4 separate regions of the Zea mays genome follow, and regions 1, 2 and 4 are each linked to region 3. The links are chromatin contacts, called in public Hi-C maps. All regions are on one chromosome and are shown on one strand. Each heading gives the region's core, a stretch centred on a gene start, on an enhancer-like site or on the middle of the called end of the contact. The rest is flanking DNA. Distances are from core to core; before and after follow the strand shown.

Evidence for each region. Hi-C and Micro-C count contacts between places; a contact is called where the count stands out from the background.
Region 1: a contact with region 3 is called in a Hi-C map of leaf, with 5 times the contacts expected there. The contact joins the promoter of LOC103635794 here to the promoter of LOC100279925 in region 3. A contact is called at or near these places in 15 of 25 Hi-C or Micro-C datasets (bundle sheath, ear, endosperm and 5 more) and 2 of 3 datasets of contacts at active chromatin or transcription factors (leaf and seedling).
Region 2: a contact with region 3 is called in a Hi-C map of leaf, with 4 times the contacts expected there. The contact joins the promoter of LOC100383661 here to the promoter of LOC100279925 in region 3. A contact is called at or near these places in 2 of 25 Hi-C or Micro-C datasets (leaf and tassel).
Region 4: a Hi-C map of ear shows a contact between it and region 3, with 2.2 times the contacts expected there. The contact joins the enhancer-like site here to the promoter of LOC100279925 in region 3. A contact is called at or near these places in 3 of 25 Hi-C or Micro-C datasets (ear, leaf and tassel).

Annotation. Positions count from the first base shown.
Region 1 is chr8:121,264,023-121,267,212 of Zm-B73-REFERENCE-NAM-5.0, forward strand. It overlaps LOC103635794 (cation/H(+) antiporter 15), which reads left to right and starts at 1,394. Exons shown (of 3, transcript XM_035961755.1): 1 at 1,394-1,720; 2 at 1,848-2,840; 3 at 2,972-3,190. The coding sequence starts at 1,526.
Region 2 is chr8:121,559,545-121,562,735 of Zm-B73-REFERENCE-NAM-5.0, forward strand. It overlaps LOC100383661, which reads left to right and starts at 1,675. Exons shown (of 2, transcript NM_001176305.1): 1 at 1,675-2,089. The coding sequence starts at 1,862.
Region 3 is chr8:121,394,266-121,397,629 of Zm-B73-REFERENCE-NAM-5.0, forward strand. It overlaps LOC100279925 (Sorting nexin 2B), which reads left to right and starts at 1,513. Exons shown (of 5, transcript NM_001351803.1): 1 at 1,513-2,502; 2 at 2,736-2,945; 3 at 3,039-3,299. The coding sequence starts at 1,609.
Region 4 is chr8:121,147,994-121,151,423 of Zm-B73-REFERENCE-NAM-5.0, forward strand. No RefSeq gene overlaps it. Among protein-coding and RNA genes, the nearest start is that of TRNAG-UCC, 4.7 kb to the left of the region's middle. Within about 2 kb of position 1,653, at least 11 of the 20 cell types and tissues checked have an H3K27ac peak or open chromatin away from gene starts, as enhancers often do. A contact at or near this core is called in ear and leaf, where this site is marked.

The DNA.
Region 1 (3,190 bases), core at 144-2,643, 130 kb before region 3:
TGGAGTACCTAAAGAATATCTTTTGTATATTCAACTAGGATTGCAGCGTGAGGATGACATTGAAAATAGGGAAAGTGAAGTTGCGACTAGTGGTAGTAGAGGGTACTTCTTCAGAGAAAATTTATGATGAAGATACTTTGGCAATTCCCGAATGTGAGTTCATATATACCAGAAGATAGGGTTATTGTATTTGACCCATTGAATCTGGTAATGAAAGTTGGTAGTTTGTATCCAAACATGAAAGTATTCAGACTCACCTGGAGAAGGCGGACGCAGAGCTCTCGAAAGAACACAACGTAGCCAGGGGTCGGTGTTTTTCCTTTGTCCTTATATGTCTTTTGCATCTGCTCTTCGTGGTTGCTCAGCCCTTTACCTTTTCCAGAGCTCCAGAGGATGTTTTCCCAAGCCCAGAAGGCCACGAAAACGGCAGAGGAGGTGAAGACGGATGTGGAAGCCAAGATGCGAGAGCTTTCGCAAGCTCGTGATGACGTCGTTGCTGCGACAACCCAGGCAATGGCTATGCTCTCGGAACGGAGCGCCGAGCTTCAGAATTTTTGTCTATTTATCAATTGTAGTGCAGGTAATTTTTTTATTTCATATCTATTTATCAATTGTTGCAATTATATTATTAAAAATCTAACTGGACCATCCATCACTAAAATCCTAGCTACGCCACTAGACCCACGTTTGAAACCCGAACTTCAAAACCGTTCTAGATTTGAAGACTACGCTGGATTAAAACTCGTCTCTGCCCCTAAATCTAGCAGGGACCCAAAATCTGACGCCTAGAGGCAAACAAGCCATCAGTAATACCGAGCCATAGAAATAACAAACATCAAAAGAATAACAGCAATACTGTACAACCCACGAATCCACGATCCATATAATTAAATAACAAATATCAAAGAATAACATACATATCCATAGCACGTAGATGATATTCATGACTAGTACACCGGAATCAACGATAATACATTGTCCGACAAGTTATGTCACATTTATATATCTTCACATTTGTAGTGGGGCTGTGTCTTAGGAGAGAGAGAGGAATACAAACAAACAGTCATTGAATCATCAACAATGCACGCTATTGTGGCAACTTTATAAGGCAAATGGGTACGCGATACTCTAAAGAAATTTGTATTGAATTTTATTTTACGGTTGTTCCGAAGCGTGTTCCAAATCTATAGTACTCAAAGAACGCAGTACACGATGCACAAATCCTATGAGTTCCCCAATCCAAATTTAGATTTACTATTCCTGAACTCACGACGCAGCCATCTTTATCGCGAAATTCATACGCTTTCCAGCCACAGAAACTCTACCGAACAACCAGAGCTCAATAAAATCTCGAGGCTATGAAGTTTTAAAACTTCTTTTGGCATGTCGCTCATTCCTCTCCCCTTCTCTGCCTCTCGCCCCGCCTACACCTACACTACACCGTGCAGACCGCCATGGAAGACACGGCCTGACGAGAAAGGGCGCAGGGCATTGTCGTCGGCGCCGGCAGGGACACGCAGGGAAGATGGACGACGGCATCGACTGCTACGTGGTCCCGCAGATCACGGGCGCCGGGCGGAACATCTTCCAGGGAGGCAACCCACTGCAGGAGTCGCTGCCGCTGCTCGGCTTGCAGCTCGTCCTCATCGTCGCCATCACCCGCGTCCTCTACTTCCTTCTCAAGCCATTCAAGCAGCCCCGCGTCGTGTCTGAGATCATGGCACGTCCATCCTAGTAGTTTGCACTTTGCAGCGACGCCATGAACGTTTTTTTGCTTTCACCAGCTTGATTGAAAGCTTTTTGGCGCAAATCAACTGAAACGTGCTGCTCTATCTGATGTGTTTCAGGGCGGCATCATACTCGGCCCGTCCATGCTGTCACGCAGCCCGGCGTTCAAGGAGACGGTGTTCCCGGCGAGGGGCGACCCGGTGCTGCACACCATCGCGACGTTCGGGCTCATGTACGTCATCTTCCTCATCGGCGTGCGGATGGACCCGATGCTCGTCGTCCGCTCCGGCAAGAAGGGCGTGATCATCGCCCTCTCCGGCTTCATCCTCCCGCTGGTCATGACCACCGCGGGCTTATCCGGCGCCGCCATGGTCGAGGAACCCGACGTAACGAGGCGTTCCACGTTCCTGTTCGCGCTGGCCACGTCGCTCTCGGTCACGTCCTTCGCGGTGCTGTCGCCGATCCTGTCAGAGCTCAACCTCCTCAACTCCGACCTGGGCCGCACCGCCATGTCGGCCTCGATGACCACCGACGGCATCGCGTGGCTCATCATGGTGGGGTACATCCTCGCCGAGGCGTTCCTCGTTTCGGCCGTGACGTCGCTCTGGGCGTTCCTCTCGGTGGCCGCGCTCGGCGCGGTCATACTGTTCGCGGTGCGCCCGGTCGCGCTCAAGGTGATCGAGCGCACGCCGCCGGGCAAGCCCGTGGACGAGAGCTACGTCTTCTTCTTCCTCCTCGTCGTGCTTCTTGTCGGATTCTACAGCGACGTTATCGGGACCAACTCGTTCCACGGCGCGCTGATGCTGGGGCTGGCGATCCCCGACGGACCGCCGCTCGGCACCGCGCTGGGGGAGAAAATTGACGCCATGGTGTCCGGCCTGATTCTGCCTCTGTACTACGCCATGACCGGCCTCAGCACCGATGTGTGGTCCCTGCATTGGGGCAGGCTGCAGCTAGTCGTGCTCCTCGGATGGTTTGGCAAGATGATCGGCGTCATGGTGCCGTCGCTGTACCTTGAGATCCCCCTCCGGGACGCCGTGTCCCTCAGCTTGTTCATGAGCTCCAAGGGCATCGTCGAGGTCATCACCTTCACCTTCTTCCTCACAAACAAGGTGATCGCTCGTACGCTGATACGACAGCTCTGCAGATGGAAGAATCAAATGCAACAACCACCAACCAATTTTGCATTTTTGTTCACATTCTTTGCGTCGGCCTTGAAACATTTGATCGGTTCTGTTCGCAGTTGATCGGCAAGAACACCTACAGCGTCCTCATGTGCTCGTCGGTGGCGATCACAGCGGTGTCAGTGCCAGTGGCGGGATGTATGTACGATCCGGCGCGGCGCTACGCCGTGTACAAGCGGCGCACCTTGCAGCACCTCAAGCCGGACGCCGACCTGCGCATATTGGCGTGCATCCACGACGAGTCCCACGTATCGGGGACGCTCGCGTTGCTCGAAGCG
Region 2 (3,191 bases), core at 425-2,924, 170 kb after region 3:
TGCCATTGCCATGCCCATGCATGATGTCGAGCTGGCATGGCTCTGTACGTGGTCTGTATTGCAGAATGTTTCTACCAATGCCATAGTATAGTATACTTCTATGGCCGCAGAAATACGAGGACAGGTTGATGGCGGATCCTAAGCTCCTCCAGTCCCGGCCAAACAGGGCGACAGAGGCGGCACAGTCTTGCGTCGTCAGAGAAGCAGATCTCTATGCCTACTCTCTACTATTCATTGCTCCCTGCATGACCGCGTCCGTGAGGCGACGAGGAATGGATGGCCGGCCCTATGGATTGTAACCGGAAGGGTTTTACAGTCAACAAGAGTAGCTCCTTGCATTCCCAGGATTTTGTAACCGCCGCCTCATTTTTCCAGTGTCCTGTACCATCAATGTGCTCGCAAGTTACTGCCTAACTACCGAGTGCTATTTTTTTTATTAGATTTAGATTTTGATCGTGGCAAGACGGCGGACACACACGTCGCAGCCGGATCGAGCGAGGGAGAGCATTTCCGTGGCTTCAAAAAGAAATACGAATCAGGACCCTAAATTTTCACACTATAAAGGAGATAGAAAAATTTAGCGATGGACACACAGGTCGCGGCCTCGCGGGCGCGACGGCGAGGGAAGGGGTCGGCGGGGATGCAGGAGCTAGGGAGAAGGGAAGCCTTGGGGGGCGATGGGATTGTGGGCGAGGGATGATTACGTGTTAAGTCTGGATGCAATTTGTTTAGTGAATATAGTGAATGTTATATGTGTAATGGTGATATAGTTGGAGTCTACTAGATTGTATTGTATAGTGGTAAAGATTATTAGGCTATACGGAATGAAGTGATGATAGATCAACTTATTCTAGTTCACCAACCAAATAAGAATATAGAGTAAGAAGACGATGAACTACCTTAATCCTTAAACCAAAGACGTTGTAACCTTGTGTCATGTGAAATCTCCTTTTTGCGTGTATAGCCACATATGGAATGAAAGTGGATTCGGTAGCAATTTTAAAACATGAGGGCAATTCCCCCCTATGATATCATCTGTGGGCTAGTTTGGCAACTTTTTTTCCAGAAAATTTCTATTTTTTCAAAAGAAAGTAGTTCATTTTTATATAAAAAAAAATAGAACTTATTTATAAAAATAGAGTTGTCAAATTAACCCTAAAAGGAAAAAACAAAATCTCCAAGCAACATTTTCCTGGATTATTATCACGTAGTTCTGGCCATTTTATCATCCAGACACGGCGGGCGTGATCCACGGATCAGCCCATGAACCCCGGGCCAGGTCCCCCAATCCAGCCCTACAGGTTACGCGTTCACGAGTCACGACCGGCAGCCACCAGCCCACCAACCCAATGGCAGACACCGAACAGACCCGCAGCACTCACTGACAATGGCCCACCCACCGGTTGCCCCCACCTCGTCAGTCTCGTTAGCGTCGCAGGCCCTACGGGCCGTGGGCACGGGTGAAAACTGCTGTCATTTCGAGTTTTATTTTATCCGAACACCCACCAGAGCACGGTCGCACCACTGCCCCTGCCTTTTCGTCACAAGCGCACTGCGCACCTACGCTCGGCGTCACCAAGCAGGCAAGGCGACTAGTATTACTTTCTTTACGTTCCCCACGGCGCCGCGCTCCCCACCCCGGCATCCGCACGCTGCCGCTACGGAGTACGGACAGCCAGAGCCGAAAAACCGCAGCAGCGCTTACAGTCACGGGCGCCCACCTGGGCAGGACAGGAGTACAGGACACTGCCATTGCCCTTCCCCGCCGCGCCCCCCCCCCCCAAGACCCCAGTACTCCACTAACACTCATCAGCGCGCCGCGGGGCGCGGGCGGACGTGCGGCGCTCCTCGGACGGCCGCGATGGCGGAAGTGGCGGCGCGGCGCGCCGTCGGCGTCCCAGCAGGGGGCGGCGGCGACCAGGCGAACCTTGCGGCGGTGGCGGCGGCTATGCGGGGGCGCGGCGAGGTGGACACGTCGTCGCCGTTCCAGTCAGTGCGCCAGGCCGTCGACCTGTTCGGCGGCGGGGCTGCCGCCGTCTCCCAGTGGCGCCACCCGCAGGCTCCGCCGCGCGTCCACCTCCGCCCAGAGGTCAGTCAACCGGAGCGCGGGCGCCTTTTGCTTGCGGCTTTAGTTTATGCGACGCGCGGCAGGGGCAGGGGCAGTGGCCTCCCGCTTTTCTCAAAGAGGAGCAGGGTGGCGGTGGCGGCGGCGGCGGCATGATTGCCAGCGCACCGCTTTCTCAGCCAATACCTCCTTTTTCAAAGCGCCTTGGCATCTCTTGATCAATTTAGTTTGAGATCGGCCGTGCCTCTACGGGTTTGAAGGGGGTAGCAATTCGTAAACGCGAGGGTTTTACTTCCAGTTTGCTCTCTGGTACTGGCAACCCTGGTCGTAACAGCTGTGATTAGGTGTCTGGTTTTAATTTGGGGAGGGAGGGCAGGCAGAACTAAGCAGCATTCTTTTCGAGTTTCGGCGAAGTGGTTGGCGTCATTGCTGCTGCGGGTGATTGTGACAGGCCACTGTGGGACTTCGGCTCGGCATCAATCTGGAGCCGAAAGGAACCAAATGAATGATGGCATTTACTAGTAGCTAGTAGTATGCTGGGTGTCCTCTTCGGTCCGACATTGCGAGGAATAGAGGTCCACTATTAGATCTCGACGCTGTTGGGTTGTGACTTGGTATGAGCAGTTTTACCAGCCTCTCGCCTTGACTGTTTCACACACTTTACAAGTTACAAGCACTTCCAGATGAAACATAGTGCACTATAACATGATGTAAATGCAGTAGTACAACATTACAGCTGACTAGCAAGGATGAACTTGCTGTCAAGACATGACTAATTTGATTGGAGTCCTGGTTTGTCGCTACTTGGAAGAAGTTATGCTTTTAACGTCTTATTACTCCAGGTGACAACTAAGTAAACTATTTGCATTTTATCTAGACTGCTGTTGTTATGGCATTTGATACAGGTCCTAGTAATACAGTACAGGAAGTGATGCCGACAATTTTGGCATTAACCAAACATGTGTGTGAGGCATCCAAGGATACACTTAGTCTTAGATAGGATGTTGGGGGCTGTACTGTATTACTAGCTGGTCCTGTAGATTTAATATGTGAATCAGGAGGAGATTGAATAATCGCATTTCAATGTTTCTTTAGAAGTCTTTCAGTGTAGCATGTTGCCAATGTT
Region 3 (3,364 bases), core at 263-2,762:
GGTTGTACTAATTCTTCTTAAATTTTTCTTGAAGGATTGTGGATTGTCTTTAGAATTTCTTGAAGACCTGAGTTAGTAGAACGTCATGAATCCCAACACCCCTAGGACATGAGGAGTATGAGGGTCTAGATCGTTTACCAATGCCTTAGGGCACAAGGCTTCTCAGGACTTAGTTATTTCATTTTAGGTTGTCCTGATGTGCTAGGGTCCCTAGGTCTTAGAGCGCCTCTAGGCTTGGGGACCTTCAAGTTGTGATTGGCATGGCTCTAGAGCAAAACTCTAAGGAGGAACTGGACAAATCCTGTCAAACACTCTAACTCTAGAGTTGCAAACTTCATGGAGTTTTAGAGTTGTACTATAATTTTTTGGAGTACCTCTTTTGCTGCTTCGAAATCTCTAGAAAACAACCTAGGCATGGAGTTTAGAGTTATTTACCAGCCATTGCACTGATTATGAGAAAAACAATCTAAATTCTAGAGCAACGGCTCAACTATGAGTTTTAGGGTAGATCTGCTCTAAAGTGGAGCAGAGCCATTATTAAACACGCCCTAAATCCCCTCTAGTCCACCTCTAACGAACAAGCCCTTAGGTGCCATATTATAAATTATGTTAGGTTAAATCATTTTCCTAGTCTAGGCCAGAAAAGGTCCTATGGCATAGACCCTCAGGAGCGGTTGTCCCAACATGGTGGATCCCATGGTATCTTCTTGTATTGGAATCCTTGAATCTATCTTGGCGAAAGTCACAAGTATAGGGCCTGTTTGGTTCACCTTTTTTCTGACCAGCTTTTCCGATAATCTAGCTGTGGGGAGAATCTGGTTGTGTAGAGAATCTGAGTATCATTAGAATTACATGCGGAGGAAGATAAAGTTGTCCATGGGGCTCAGGATCTATAAAGTGACGGATTACTACTATTGCGACGACTCAACCGATTATATGTTTATGTTGATTTTGAATGGTTTTTACTCAAACGAATTTTATAGAAGCTGGCTGAAAATCTGAATGTTTGGCAGTTCGCAGCAGCTTTTGGTGGCCAGAAGCTGCGAAAAGCCGAAACAAACAGGGGCATAATCTTTCTTGACATTGAATTAGAAATTTTTTGATTTGCTATTGACTGAATAGTAAAATAGTAATAATAAAATCAAACGGTCTCTCCTATATTACTCTTTCTATAAAAACAATTTGAAAATAGTGCTTATATAAAATATCTTTGTTTGATCGAATTTGTATAAAATATACTAAACCTATCATATTAATCAATAATTGTTAAAGTTTTACTAAATATATTTCATAATGCATCTATTTAGATGTTTAAATATTATTACTATTTTTAATAAATTTAACCAGACCAAAATCACTTTAAATCGCGACGAGATAGTACTATTTAACTCGAGGCCCCACCTCTTCAAAACACTGCCCCATGGCCCATTGCTTACGCATAACTGCGGCGGGGACACGCGACGCTACCGACTTCGCCGCCGCCTCCTTCCTTCCGCCCGTCGAGTCGACCGACCGATTGTTCGCGGGTCGCGGCCTCCCTCCTAGTCAGATCCACTCAATCCCAAGAGGCCAAGTCCAAACCCTACCCACCACCCTTCTCAACCAGCGATGATGGCAGCGGAGCCCTCGCCGTCGGTTCCCTCCACCGCCGCTGACGCCCTGGAAACCCTCGCCCTCGACTCATCCTCGTCGTCCGCCGCCGCTACCGCCTCCACTTCCACCGACCCCCTCCTCCGGCCACCTACCTCCCCGACCGCCGCCGCGAGCGACGACCCATTCGTCATCGACGACTTCGACGAGGACGACTTCTCCACCGCCCCGGCGCCCAACGTCGCCCGCCAGCCGCGCGCTGCGCGTGGTGATGCGGCGTCCCCAGTGTTCGCCAAAATCACCGTATCGGATCCCAAGAAGCACGCGGAGCCCAGCGGCGGGGGTGCCGCCGGTGTGATCCCGGGGTCCGGTAGCTACTTCTCTTACCTCATCACCACCCGTCTTGCGGGCGGCGGCGGGGAGGTCCGCGTGCGGCGGCGCTTCCGCGACGTGGTGACCCTCGCGGACCGCCTTGCCGCAGCCCACCGTGGCCTCTTCGTCCCGGCCCGACCCGACAAGAGCGTCCTCGAGGGGCAGGTCATGCAGCGCCACGACTTCGTGAGCCAGCGGTGCGCTGCGCTCCAGCGCTACCTCCGCCGCCTTGCCGTGCACCCCATCGTCGGCCACAGCCCTGACCTCCGCACGTTCCTCACGGAGCCTGGTGCCGTCCCTGCCTTTCAGGGTGAGCCCCCGCGGTACTGGACTACCACGCTGAATGCTGCTGCTCCGCTGGTGCCAACGAAAGCTAGGAGGGACTTGTTTGGGATGTTTAAGGGTCTCAAGCAGACGGTGGTGAATGGACTGGTTGCAACAAAGCCTCCACCTGTGGAGCAGGAGACAGACACAGAGTTCCTGGCGCACAAGGCCAGGTTTGATGACTTACAGCAGCAGCTTACCATAACATCACAGCAGGTATTGATCTACTCACGGATCTTGTGAAATAGCTCAGTTGCATAGCATCACAACAGGTATTGATCTACTCACAGATCTTGTGAAATGGTGGCATTTATCTACTTACAGATCTTGTGAAATGGCTCAGTTGCATGTGTTGGCCCATGCTTCCTCTTTTACATACATATTATTATGCGAAGAATACAAAATTGCTCTGGCCAATCCTTTAAACTTTGTATTTTATATATATGCAGGCGGAAGCGCTTGTTAAAGCCCAAGATGATCTTAGAGAAACTACAGGTCACTTGGGAATGACATTGATTAAGCTGGCAAAATTTGAAAGAGAGCAGGCAACATGTAATTCCCTAAGAAGACGTGCTGGTGAAATCCATAATTTTGCAAATTCTGTTTTAAAGATGAGCAGGTCACAGATAAAATTAAACTCTGAAATGGTGAAACACCTGGTATGTTGATATATTGTGGACTCAATACTTGCAAAGTCTGTGCATCTTTTACCAGAATTATCTGACTCACTAACATTGTTCTTGGATTTGCAGGGCAGTATCCATGAATACTTGGAGATGATGATATCAGTTCATCATGCATTCACAGATCGCTCTAATGCTTTATATTACGTGCAAAGTCTGTCAGCAGATTTGTTTTCCTTGCACACCAGGGCAGGGGGACTTGAATCTTCATCAGCAAGAGATATGGGGCATGAGTGGTCAACATATCAGAAGGTAGAGGGGTTGAAAGAAGCAATAAGATCTGCGGAAGCAGCCAAAAGTGATGCCGTTAGAGAATATGAAAGCATTAAGGTAAGTTGCCTGAAAAAAATGTAAATAATAACATTCTATTTGAAAAACTTAGGAGCATGGTTTTT
Region 4 (3,430 bases), core at 403-2,902, 250 kb before region 3:
TTGCCGAGTGTTTTTTCTCCAACACTAGGCAAAGACAATTTAAAAATCACATTTTAAAGTAGTAAATTAATTCAAATGAAAAAGTTTTCAACTACAAATTTATATAACTCATCATGATGTACAATTTATATATTGAACATTTCTTCATATGACAAAATAAAAATAAATTTGTTCATAAAACCTATATCTCTCTCGTAGTTTATGAAACTACGAGAGAGACGTATAGAATTTGTGCATATTGTTAGAACCATCATCTGAGATAAACAAATTACCAAACAACCAAAATAAACTTTGTAGATCTTGAGAAGTTGTAGAAGTTTATAGTTGACAACTTTTTCATTTGAAGTCATATTGTCAACGAAAACTACGTCTGAATTTAAAAAATTTAAAATTTGAATTTTGAAAACGACTTCGAAAGGAAAAACCACCAACATGAAAGTTGTAGGTATTGAAGAGTTATGAAACTTTGTAGTTGACAATGTTTTAGTTTGAAATCATCTTGTTATGCAAAACTATGTTTGAATTTTGAAATTTGAATTTTTCAAACTGTCTCGGATGGAAAAACCACCAAAATAAAAGTTGTAGGTCTTGAAATGTAATGAAACTTTGTAGTTGACAATTTTTTGATTTGAAATCATCTTATCATTGAAAATTTTGTGTGAAGTTTTTAAATTTAAAATTCAAATTTTATAAACGGTCTCGGATGTAAAAACTATTAAAATAAAACTTTTAGATCTCAAAAAGTTATGCAACTTTATAGTTGGTCACATTTTCAAATGAACTCATTTAGTGCCTTAAATAATCAAATTACTCTCGATTTGTTATAGTACATGGGGAATGGAAATCGTAATATAAACATAATTGGTGTAGTAGTGTAGTGGTATAGGAGGGTATGCGCGAGAGAGAGGTTGCGAGTTCGAATCTCACCTTTTACAAAACATATTAAGTTTGATTCAAAATAATAGTGAAAAATGATAGGGCAACGGGTAAGGTAATAGAGTAGGGTTGGAGAGTTGTTCCTAGAATTTAAAAAATATTTTGCTGTTTTTTTAATTTTTTCGATTCTTAATTTACCGAGTGTTTTTCTTTGCCGAGTGCTTTTTGACACTCGGCAAAGTCTTTGCCGAGTGTCCGAAAAAAAGCACTTGGCAAACAACCCTTTGCCGATGAAATCTTTGCCGAGTGTTACACTCGGCAAAGCCTTTGCCAAGTGTAAAATAGCCTTTGCCGAGTGTCTTAGACACTCGGCAAAGAACGTGATTCCGGTAGTAGTTCAAGGTGGTTTGGAGGTAGGAAGGACCGACCTACTCAGTCTTGCATTGTGGCCGCCGCTTCTTGTTCGATATACAAGATGACGGAGAGAAGGAGATCGACGAAGCAGCAAGAGGTTCTTTTCAGCCAGACACGTGTTCTCACGGAAAAGTTCAGGTAGTAGCTAGCTAGGCCAGCTCCCAGGTGAGGTAGGCTTCTCGAGTGCTGTCGAGAATGTTGCGGACTACAAAAAAAAACGCAGACGATACGGACGTCTCGCCTAATATTTCAACTGTTTTGACTACTTTACGAATGAAGGAAAGGACACCACCTGACCGAGCTAGCTGGCAGTGTTCCACTAACAGTCAGTCCAACGCAGTTACTCTCATCCCTATGTAAAAGGTAGGAGAGCTGAGGGCCGGAGAGAACAGTAACACACACTGTCCAGATCTGATCGATTCCTGTGTAGGCTGCCATGCATGGAAACAAAACCAAAACCGCACGTCTCTTCGTTGAGAACTAACTGCTGAATTCGCGAGAGAGGCTGCTAACTAATTAAGCGGAGATGGCACGGTAGCGTACCCACAAATCCTCGTACGGTAAATAAGACACGTCATGCATTGACGACAAAATGTCTCTGTTTCAGCTCAGCAACCTTTTTCTATCCCAGCTAGCTAGCTAATTAATCGTTTTCTTCCTCGGCGAGCTAGGTCTGATTATTAGCAGTGATCCGTGCCTAGCTTAACTTGGAAGGAAAAGGCCGGCCACTCAATAGTAGCACAACTACACGATCGACTTTTATTTCGTAGTGCAGTAGTCCAATTTGCTATATTGACTGGAATTACAGTGGGTTATATATACTCGGGTCTGATCTACCAGCTATTCATTGCACCTTATGTGCGCCGTGTTTGTCGGGGATTATAATTAGGGTACCCCCGAGACTCCTAAACTCGGCTGATAATCACCATCAGCACAAGCTGCAAAAGCCTGATGGACGTAATTCAGGCCAAGGCTCCGTCCACTCAAGGGACACGATCTCGCCCCGCCCGAGCCCAGACTCGGACAGGAACAGTAGACCCAAGTGAATTCACGCCTCGCCCGAGGGCCTCCTCAAGCAACGGGCGCACCTTCGACTCGCCCGAGGCCCAGCTCGGGCAGGCTTCGCAGTGAAGCAACCTTGGCCAGATCGCCTCGCCAACCGACCGTATCGCAGGAGCATTCAATGCAAGGATCGCCTGACACCTTATCCGGACACACGTTCCTCAGTCGGCAGGGCCGAAGTGAACGCAGTCACTTCGCCCCTCCACTGACTGACCTGACAGGAAAACAGCGCCGCTTGCCCCTGCTCCGACTGCTGTGCCACCCGCCAGGGTGAGGCTGACAGCAGCCGAGTCCAGCCTCAGGCGCCATAGGAAGCTCCGCCTTGCCCGACCCTAGGGCTCGGCCCCCGCCTCGACCTCGGAAGACGGTATCCGCCTCGCCCGACCCCAGAGCTCGGCCTCAACCTCGACCTCGGAAGACGGTCTCCGCCTCGCCCGACCCCAGGACTCAGTCTCAACCTCGACCTCGGAAGACGGTCTCCGCCTCGCCCGACCCCAGGGCTCGGCCTCAACCTCGACCTCGGAGGAATCTCCGCCTCGCCCGACCCCAGGGCTCGGACCGACCACGCTACAGGGGGTACATCATTACCCTACCCCTAGCTAGCTCAGGCTACGGGGAACAAGACCGACGTCCCATCTGGCTCGCCCCGGTAAACAAGTAATGATGGCACCCCGCATGCTCCCATGACGACGGCGGTTCTCAGCCCCCTACGGAAGCAAGGAGACGTCAGCAAGGTCCCGACAGCCCCGACAACTGTGCTTCTACAGGGCTCAAGTGCTCCTCCGACGGCCACGACATCACATGCACAGGGCACTAGCACCTCTCTGACAGCCACGTCAGCATGTACATAGGGCTCTGGCTCCTCTTTGTCGGACACGTTAGCATATTGCTACACCCCCCATTGTACACCTGGACCCTCTCCTTACATCTATAAAAGGAAGGTCCAGGGCCCTCGTACGCAAGGTGGCCGCGCGGGAGGACGGACTGACGAACAGGCTCTCTCCCTCTCTCGCGAACGCTTGTAACCCCCTATTGCAAGCGCATCCGCCCTGGGCGCAGGATAACATGAGCCGCGGTT